Linked DNA regions of Mus musculus: regions 2 and 3 are each linked to region 1. A link is a contact called in public HiChIP or PLAC-seq and promoter capture Hi-C data. All regions are on one chromosome and are shown on one strand. Each heading gives the region's core, a stretch centred on a gene start, on an enhancer-like site or on the middle of the called end of the contact. The rest is flanking DNA. Distances are from core to core; before and after follow the strand shown. Region 1 holds the start of Trap1 (TNF receptor-associated protein 1). Region 2 holds the start of Adcy9 (adenylate cyclase 9). Region 3 overlaps Srl (sarcalumenin).

Region 1 (2,700 bases), core at 49-2,548:
AGGGTGACCATGGAAAAAGACACTAGGGAGCAGGGGTGGGGCTGGTTGTGGAGGATGTGGGCCCAGCAGGAGCAGAACTGGCTGGGGGTTAGGGGTAGGAATTGTGAGGTGTTCAGGTGCTCTCTCCACCTTATATTGAAACATGGCCTTTTACTGAACATGGGACATCAGAATCAGATTGGTTGGCTAGCAAAACCCAAGGATTCTCTTGTTTCTGTCTCCCCAGCACTGAGATCACAGGCACACAGTGCTCTGTCAATTTCTTGGGGTTATCAGGGCAACAGGCACTTTAAATACAGAGCCTGTATTAAAGTTTGGCCTCATATCTGCCCATTCTTATCTATTTTCCATCTATAAAGTCAATGTGGGAGCAATCCTTGTCAACCTAGAACAGTAACTAAACATTCCCTATACCAAAACTTCAAGTCTATTCTGGATCCAGGAATTAACTGCTCTTGCTACTAGTGTCTGCTAACAAGCTAGATAATCGCTCTAATGTTTTAGTAAAATCTGATCATAGGAAAATGTATCTGGTGTGTGTCAGAATCAAGCGAGAACCTGTCAGAAAGGTCCTCGCTGGGCCTTACTCTGAGGTTAGGACCGGGACAAGCGACCTGCTCTGGAGGCGGCTGGAGTTTGGATTAAACTTTAGAGGGCCGGGCGTGGTGGTGCAAGCCTTTAATCCCAGCACTTGGGAGGCAGAGGCAGGTGGATTTCTGAGTTCGAGGCCAGCCTGGTCTACAAAGTGAGTTCCAGGACAGCCAGGGCTATACAGAGAAACCCTGTCTCGAAAAACAAAAACAAAAAAACAAAAAAACAAAAAAAAAAAAAAAAAAAAAAACTTTAGAGACAAGGTTTGTGGCCTGGATCCCCAAACAAGCTTCCAGTAGGGAGAAAGTCACAATAAACGGGTAAGTCCAAAGGTGTTGGTTACTGAGCTCACGTTTTGGCGAATAACAGTCAAACCTAAAATTTGTCAAAGTGTAGGTTTTGGCATTGCTGTAAGAGTTTTTCAGTGGATCCACACTCCAGCTGGGTAGTGCCATCTCGAGAATGGGATGCTCCCGCCTAGGGACCGCCAGCACCGCGGGCCGGGGACACTATAACCCTCACACGCACAATGCAAGGGATCAGCGACCTTGTCACTGAGATCCAAGGTCAAAAAGTACAGTCTTCAGGGCCCCCGCGCTGCGGTTTGCTGCGTTCCCGTTCTCGCACAGGCAACGCCTTGGACAGCCCGTCGCGCGCCATGACGTCACTGAGCCGCCCCCGCGGAAGGCCCCCTCATCACTCTGTTAGGCTGTTAGCCACACTTGGGAAAGGAAGCATGGCGTGCGAGCTGCGAGCTGTGTTGCTGTGGGGCCGCGGGCTGCAGACTGTACTGCGGGCCCCCGCGCTGGCTGGAGTTCGGCGAGGTGAGCGCGGCACGAGAGCGCAGAGGCGGCGTCTGAGGCTGTGTGCACACTCTTAGACCGGCGGGAGGCCGCACTGCGCCGGAGCTGCTAAGTGGGGCGGGGAGTAGGACCTTGTGGTCGCTTTTGGGGAGCCGAGTCACGGGCAGCCACAGCCTGCTCTCGTCAGTCCCTGGTAGTCCTGATTGCAGACGCTCCCGCGCTTGGGTTGACAAGTTCGTTGCACGCGGCTGTTCACAAGCTCAGCTCTCGCAGAAGTCAAGCCCTGGGGTAACTACGGTGAGCAAAACCAACGGTTACCCAGGACTTCAGGGAGCCAGTGAACTCCGCGTGTTTGATCCCTGGAATTGAAAGAGAAAGGAAAGGAGAGAGAATAACCTTAATCTATACTTTCCCACCCCGCACTCATGTAACAGTGAAGATGTTAGCGTTACATACACTTAAATTATACGTATTTACAGCTATTTTTACATAAAAGGGCTCAAGTCAAGAATTAACTGCGAAAGAATATTAAAGCTTCTGGCATTCATTACATTTATGTTTCGCATAAACATAGCTTCCCAATGGCTTTCCGAAGTTTTGTCGCTCTCATCCTCCACTAAATGTTCTCTTGGCCACAAATATCGTTACAGTGTTTAACAGATTTGAGTGAGCGATTGCTTAAATCTTTAGGAACATGTTTTCGGTTTCAGAATTTGCCCTTTTATTTCTGTATTAGCTAATCTGCCAAACTTCACCTCAGTTTTTTATTGGGTGTGGGGAGGGTGACAGGGTTTCACCATATATGTTCCGCCTGGCCAGGGTGGTCACAAACTCACAGAGATTCATCTGCCTCTGCTCCCCAGAGTGGTAGGATTAAAGTGTGCCACAGTGCCTGGTGCTCAAAATACTTTTGTCTGTATATGTGTCCTCTAGTAGCAAAACTGATTTACCCATAGTATCTTTTCCAACATTTGAGTATGTCTCAAACCAAAACAACAAAAAAAGAGCCCCCAAAGGCAGTTTGTGCTTGGCTTGCATAGGCCCTGAATTGGTCCCCAGTGCCACGGAGAATACTAAAAAAAAAAAGAGCTCTGTGTAGAAGACATCTCTTGTGATTTCTATCTACAGAGAAGCTGGTTTTACTTAACAGTGGATCCGTATCTTCTCTGATTTCTTGTGTATCTTTGCATCATGTTCTGCAAACACCTTCTCAACCTTGGCTGGTTTGCTCAGTCTGTTCCCAAAGTTGACTCTGGAGTCTAGCTCAAGTTTTTTATTTGCAACATTGGTGCTCCTTTTCACCGAC
Region 2 (2,700 bases), core at 85-2,584, 340 kb before region 1:
TTGGTGACTCTGGCACTGTGAAGAGCACTTGGCAGTTTGGTTGTGGAGTATTTTTCAGATTAAGTTCCTTCCTCAGATGTTTTCTCATAATTAGATGGACATCTTGCACTTTGAGCTGGAATATATCAACAATGACACGTTTACTTTAAAAAGTTCCTGTTTATTGTGGTGCAATACATACTGCATAAAACTTACCATTTATGCAGTTGTACTTATCATTAAAGCAATCCAAAGACACTAGTACGTTCATGAAGTATACCTACTACAGAATCCACGGCGTTGTGTTCTCACTAGTTCCAGATGTTTTCATCACCCCAAAAGGAACCCCCAGGCTTGATAGTGTAGTCAATACCTAGTACTTCATACAACCGCAGGCATCCATCACCTGTATTTTCTCTATAGATTTGCTTGTTCTGGGCATTTCACATTAATACAATCATACAATATGTGGCCTCTTGTGTTTGGTTTCTTTTACCCAGTGTGTTTCAGAGGTTGTAGCAAGTGTACTTCATTTTTATAGTCGAATAATATTCGGTTGTATAGATAGTCTATATTTTACCTTCCTATTCCTGAATTCCACAGTGACTGTGGATGCCTGGGATGGGCCCCGAGAGCTGTGGGAAGGAAGGGTCAGTTAGTCCCCTGTGGTTGCAGAAAAACACTGTACGGTGTGGCAGCCAGGGTGCGACCAGAGAATATAGAATTGTGTTTATTCAGGCCAGAGTTTACACAGACCAATGTAGAACTTATTAATGGGAAGCTGATTTCTTTGAACGTTTTCCTTGTGGAGAGGGAAAAACAGTTGTTCATGTGAAGAATGAAAGATCTTCAAAGTCGGGAAGATAACTTCCCCAGGGGGTTGGCAAAGGTGGTCCTCAGTGGTGCTCGACTTTAGAAGCTATCAGAAGTGGCTTGGCTGGTGATGATCATTTCCATCCCCCAGCAAGTTCAGAGGGGCCTAGCACCACTGGGAACACTCCTACATTGCTGGCAGAATGGGAGGGAGGTCACAATCGAGCAAAGCCAGGGACTGAAAACTTCGATGTATCCAAAAGGTAAACTGCGCTTAGATGCTTCCTGTGCGGACTTGGGGGCCAGGCTGCGGGGCAAGTAGTCAAAGGCAGCCAAGGCCTCGGAAGAAGGCGGAGGCCTGGTGCCCACAGCAGGCGGCCCAGGCTCGGAGCAGCCCAGGGCGGAGGGCGGCGCCCAGAGCGCGTCCGCCCGGCCCCGCCCCGCTGCAGCCCCGAGCCGGGCGCGCGCTCCTAGGCGGGGTGGCGCGCTGCTGGTGCGCGTGTCCCGGACCCGGCGGTGACGTGCGCGGGCCGCGCGTGCGCGCTGCGGCAGAGGAGAGGGGCGGCGCGGGCGCGCGTCTGTCAGTGACAGCGGGAGGGGGAGGAGGAGGGGGCCGGAGATGGTGGTGGCGGCGGCTGCGGCTGCTACTCTTCCGACCTGAGGCAGCGGCTGCGGGAGAGCGGGCGGCGGGCGCAGCCGCAGCGGCATCTGTAGCTCAGGCAGGGCCCCTGGGGCGTGGGCGCGGCGTGCGGACGACCGGCGTGCTGGCCAGCCGGCGTCGCGGGAGTCAGGCTCTGCGGCAGCCCGCACGGCGGTCTGTGGAGGGGCCCGCGCAGTGCCCCGAGCTCGGCTCTGGGCCGGGGTGCGTTCGGCTGCGGGCAGCAGGCCCTGCTAGACCGGCCGCTCGGACGGGCGGCCCTCGGGCTCCTCAAGCTCGCGAGCAGGGGCGCGGGGCAGGGTAGCCCGCTGGTGCTTAGCCGCAAGGGGACGGAACGCGGCAGGAGCCGCAGGTTGGCCCGCGCGCTTTGACGCACCGGGCGCTGCTGCGGCAGGATGAAGCGCTGCTCGCCTCCCGAGTTGTTTTTGCGAAAGCTGCTCCCGGTGCCCCGAGCGCTCAAGGTCTGAACTTCCCTCTGGAGCTGCAGTTGGAGTTGCACGGGGAGAGGCCACCAGCGGGCGACGGCGCCCGAGGGGAGCGCAGCGCAGCGCTGCCGGGGACCCAAGACTCAGCGCGGCCGCGGCACGAGAACCCTGGGAGCACCAGGTACGGCCCGTGCGGTTCTCGCTCGCCTTGGCGCTTTTATGCGCCGTTATGGGCAGTTTTGGTGAACATATGGTGGTGCCTTCCCAAGTGGCTCGCCAGAGCTCGCACTCGCGACAAGCACAGGTCGCGTGGCCCTCCGGGAGTGTGTGTAGTCAGGCCGCTCTAATTCTGCTGGTTTTGCCTGCAGGTGCCCCTGACCTGGTCGGGAAAGGTTCCAAGAGCTCGGCAACATGGCTTCCTCACCCCACCAGCAGCTGCTGCATCACCATAGCACCGAGGTGAGCTGCGACTCAAGCGGAGACAGCAACAGCGTGAGGGTCAAGATCAACCCTAAGCAGCTGTCCTCCAACACCCACCCGAAGCACTGCAAGTACAGCATCTCCTCCAGCTGTAGCAGCTCGGGAGACTCAGGGGGCCTTCCCCGGAGGGTTGGCGGCGGGGGTCGCCTGCGCAGACAGAAGAAGCTGCCCCAGCTTTTTGAGAGGGCCTCCAGCCGGTGGTGGGACCCCAAATTCGACTCCATGAACCTGGAGGAGGCCTGCCTGGAGCGCTGCTTTCCGCAGACCCAGCGCCGCTTCCGGTACGCACTCTTTTATGTGGGCTTCGCCTGCCTTCTCTGGAGCATCTATTTCGCTGTCCACATG
Region 3 (2,700 bases), core at 135-2,634, 410 kb before region 1:
GCGAGGGGGCTCAGCAAGTAGAAGCACTTGCATCTAAGCGTGAGTTCAGTTCCTGAACGCCACACGGTGGGAGAGAATCAGGCCCCACAAGGCCCTTCTGGCCTCGATACACACACCAAGCTGTGCACCCCCAATACATACATACATACATACATACATACATACATATGTTCCAAAGCTGGGCATGCTGGCTATGCCTGTAGTCTCAGCACTTGTAAGGCTGAGGCAATAGAATGACTAAGGATTTAGAGCCAGCCTGGGCTACAGAATGAATTTCAGGCCACCATAGGCTTTAGAGTGGGATGCTATCTAAACAAAATGAAATTAAACCATTCCAAACACTAGCATAATTCATATATTTTGTGTACAGATATTTGTAAGACATGTTTTGCTTGCTTGTTTGTCCTTAAAATAGTACAGCAAAGGGGTTGACAAGATGGCATAGTAGGCAAATGTACCTGCAGCCCAGACAGCCTTAATTCAATCCCTGGACCTGTATGGTAAGAAAAGAGAACCAACTCCCGTAATTTATCTTCTGGCATACCCCGGCCCCACAAATACATGTTTAAAAATTATTATAGAACACTAGAATTAAGTATTTTAATCATTGTTAGAAAATTGCCTTGAAATACTCCAATCTGTATTCACAAGAACATACCAGAGAATTCTTGTTCCACCATGGTTTGCCATCTTTAAAAGTGTGACTCATTTTTCAGTGCTGGGGACACAACCCCAGACTTTAGATATGCTAAGCAGGTGCCCTGCCACTGAGCTATATCCACAGCTACTCTAACTCCTGGTTTAAAGCTTTCATAATTGTTATTTTTTTCTTTTCAGTTCTGGGGATGGAACCCAGGGCCCTGAGCATCCTAGGCAAGTGCTCTACTACAGAGCTATAACCCCAGCCCTTGTTTTAATTGTAAATCACATGACAAATCTCTTCCTGTGTTACCTGGCAATTTCCATATTAGCCTAATGCCTATTGAGTAGCTGTGTATCTGAGGGCACATTTGTTCCTACTCTACAGAACAGGAATCTAATGCCAGGCAGTGCTGGTTGCCCTGGCCACTGTCAGGACCCCGGCCCCATTCCTTTCCCCAGGGGATGAATGCCCTGTGCTGTCGGTTCCTATACCATTCTTACAGGCCTAAGAGCCCGCCGCCCGCCGCTCCTGCTTCTTCGAGCGCGTGCAGGCCTGGTGTGAGGTCACAGAACAGTGGCTGGCTTTCTTCTGTCCTCTGTACTTGTCTCCCTACTCTGACACCAAGAGTGGCATGACCCTCCCAGGGAAACTCCAAACTTAAAGCCTCAGTGGCCAAGAGGCTGCCAGCTGCCCCTGGATTGGCTCTCAGCAAAGGCCAATTGGCTCTCTTCTGGCTTCCCTTTCTGGACTTGGCTTCTCTGTCCTAATGTCCTGCCAGCTTCCTGCATGCCCCCTATCCTTCAAGCTTATTGCTGGTCTCCCACATATGCCCACAATGCCCCCTGCTGTGCAGAATTGGAACAGCAACACTCGAAGCTCTGTCTCACATAACCAGCGCTGGCTTTTTGGAAAAATCCATAACTGGCATAACTCTCTTGAGATGCCTAATCGCCGTGTTCCCAGGCTGAGTGCCTCTCATGTGTGCTTACACACAAGAGGGAAGGGCCAGCCCACGACTTGTGCTCACCATACAGAAGCCATCATCTTTTAGGACTTTGCTTTACTCCCAAAGGAACAAAACCAGTATATCCAAAAGCCAGGTGCAGAAGGGATTCATGCTATACAAAAATGAATGTACAACACTGGTATACAACACAGTGTATACACAGTAAGGCAGCTGAAAAATGCCAGAAATTAGCATTAGTGTCCAGGGTAGTGGTACACAAATATAGATAGGCCCAGCTACCCTGGAGGCTGAGGCAAGAGAATCACTTGATTCTTGAGCCCAGGACTTTGAGAACATCCTGGGAAATATAACGTCCTCTCAAAAGAAAATAGAAAAAAAAAAAAAAAACCCACCCCAACTGGCCCAGCATTAGTTACCTAATAGAGAGTGTATTGTGGCCTAGACAGACTGGGGCTTTTTGTACTTCAGACTTTTGAGTCAGGACAGTATACAAAATTATAAGAAATAAATTTAAAAAAAGTTTAAGAAAGAAGACTGTATTTTGAGGTCTGTCTGCAGGCTCAGGAAGACAAAAGTCTGGAGAGCACAGGTGCTCAGTGCAGCTAGTTCAGAAAAGAAGTTAGAGGACCAGAAAGCAGCAATAAGAAACAGCATCTCTGTCTACAGCCTCTACCTGCTTCTTTGCCCAGATTTGGTTTTGTTTTCTATTTTTGCAGTAGTGGGGACTGAACCCAGGGCCTCGCACATACTATGTAAATGCTCTGCTAGTGAGCACCCTCCTAAACCACCATCTTTCTTTTGAAGACACTAGAGAATTCTGCTTCTCTCTCTCATACCCCTCTCCAGTAGCCTTGGCAGGGTGTGATTCCTAGCAGGGTGTCTTAGAGGACCTTGGCCTCAGGGACCAAGAATCTAAGGATTCCCAGTTTTCAGTGTTTGGTTTCAGACCCTGGAAGACTTGTCATGGACTAAGACTAATCTGAGCTTGAGGGGAGGATGTGAAGAGCCCCAGTGAAGAGATAAGGAGAGCTGCAAGCTGCAGATGGGCAGAGCCTGGAGCTCGGATGGCTCAACCTTGTCTATGCTTCTC

Evidence for each region. Promoter capture Hi-C pulls out the DNA fragments that hold promoters and counts their contacts. HiChIP or PLAC-seq counts read pairs in DNA pulled down with a chosen protein or histone mark.
Region 2: an HNF4G HiChIP or PLAC-seq map of pancreatic cancer cells shows a contact between it and region 1. The contact joins the promoter of Adcy9 here to the promoter of Trap1 in region 1. A contact is called at or near these places in 2 of 39 promoter capture datasets (cranial neural crest and neural stem cells), 1 of 484 Hi-C or Micro-C datasets (group 2 innate lymphoid cells), 3 of 115 datasets of contacts at active chromatin or transcription factors (cardiomyocytes, extraembryonic endoderm stem cells and pancreatic cancer cells) and 2 of 9 other capture datasets (adipose tissue and liver).
Region 3: a contact with region 1 is called in a promoter capture Hi-C map of cranial neural crest. The contact joins the enhancer-like site here to the promoter of Trap1 in region 1. A contact is called at or near these places in 5 of 39 promoter capture datasets (the 3T3-L1 cell line, the C10 cell line, cranial neural crest and 1 more), 3 of 115 datasets of contacts at active chromatin or transcription factors (embryonic stem cells, epiblast stem cells and large pre-B cells) and 2 of 9 other capture datasets (liver and pancreatic islet).

What each region holds. Positions count from the first base shown.
Region 1 is chr16:4,076,408-4,079,107 of GRCm38.p6, reverse strand. Trap1 (TNF receptor-associated protein 1) reads left to right here and starts at 1,298. Exons shown (of 18, transcript NM_026508.2): 1 at 1,298-1,415. The coding sequence starts at 1,328.
Region 2 is chr16:4,419,132-4,421,831 of GRCm38.p6, reverse strand. It overlaps Adcy9 (adenylate cyclase 9), which reads left to right and starts at 1,334. Exons shown (of 11, transcript NM_009624.3): 1 at 1,334-2,056; 2 at 2,244-2,700. The coding sequence starts at 2,287.
Region 3 is chr16:4,487,980-4,490,679 of GRCm38.p6, reverse strand. All of the region lies in intron 4 of Srl (sarcalumenin), which reads left to right. Among named protein-coding and RNA genes, the nearest start is that of Srl, 34 kb to the left of the region's middle. Within about 2 kb of position 1,384, at least 127 of the 459 cell types and tissues checked have an H3K27ac peak or open chromatin away from gene starts, as enhancers often do.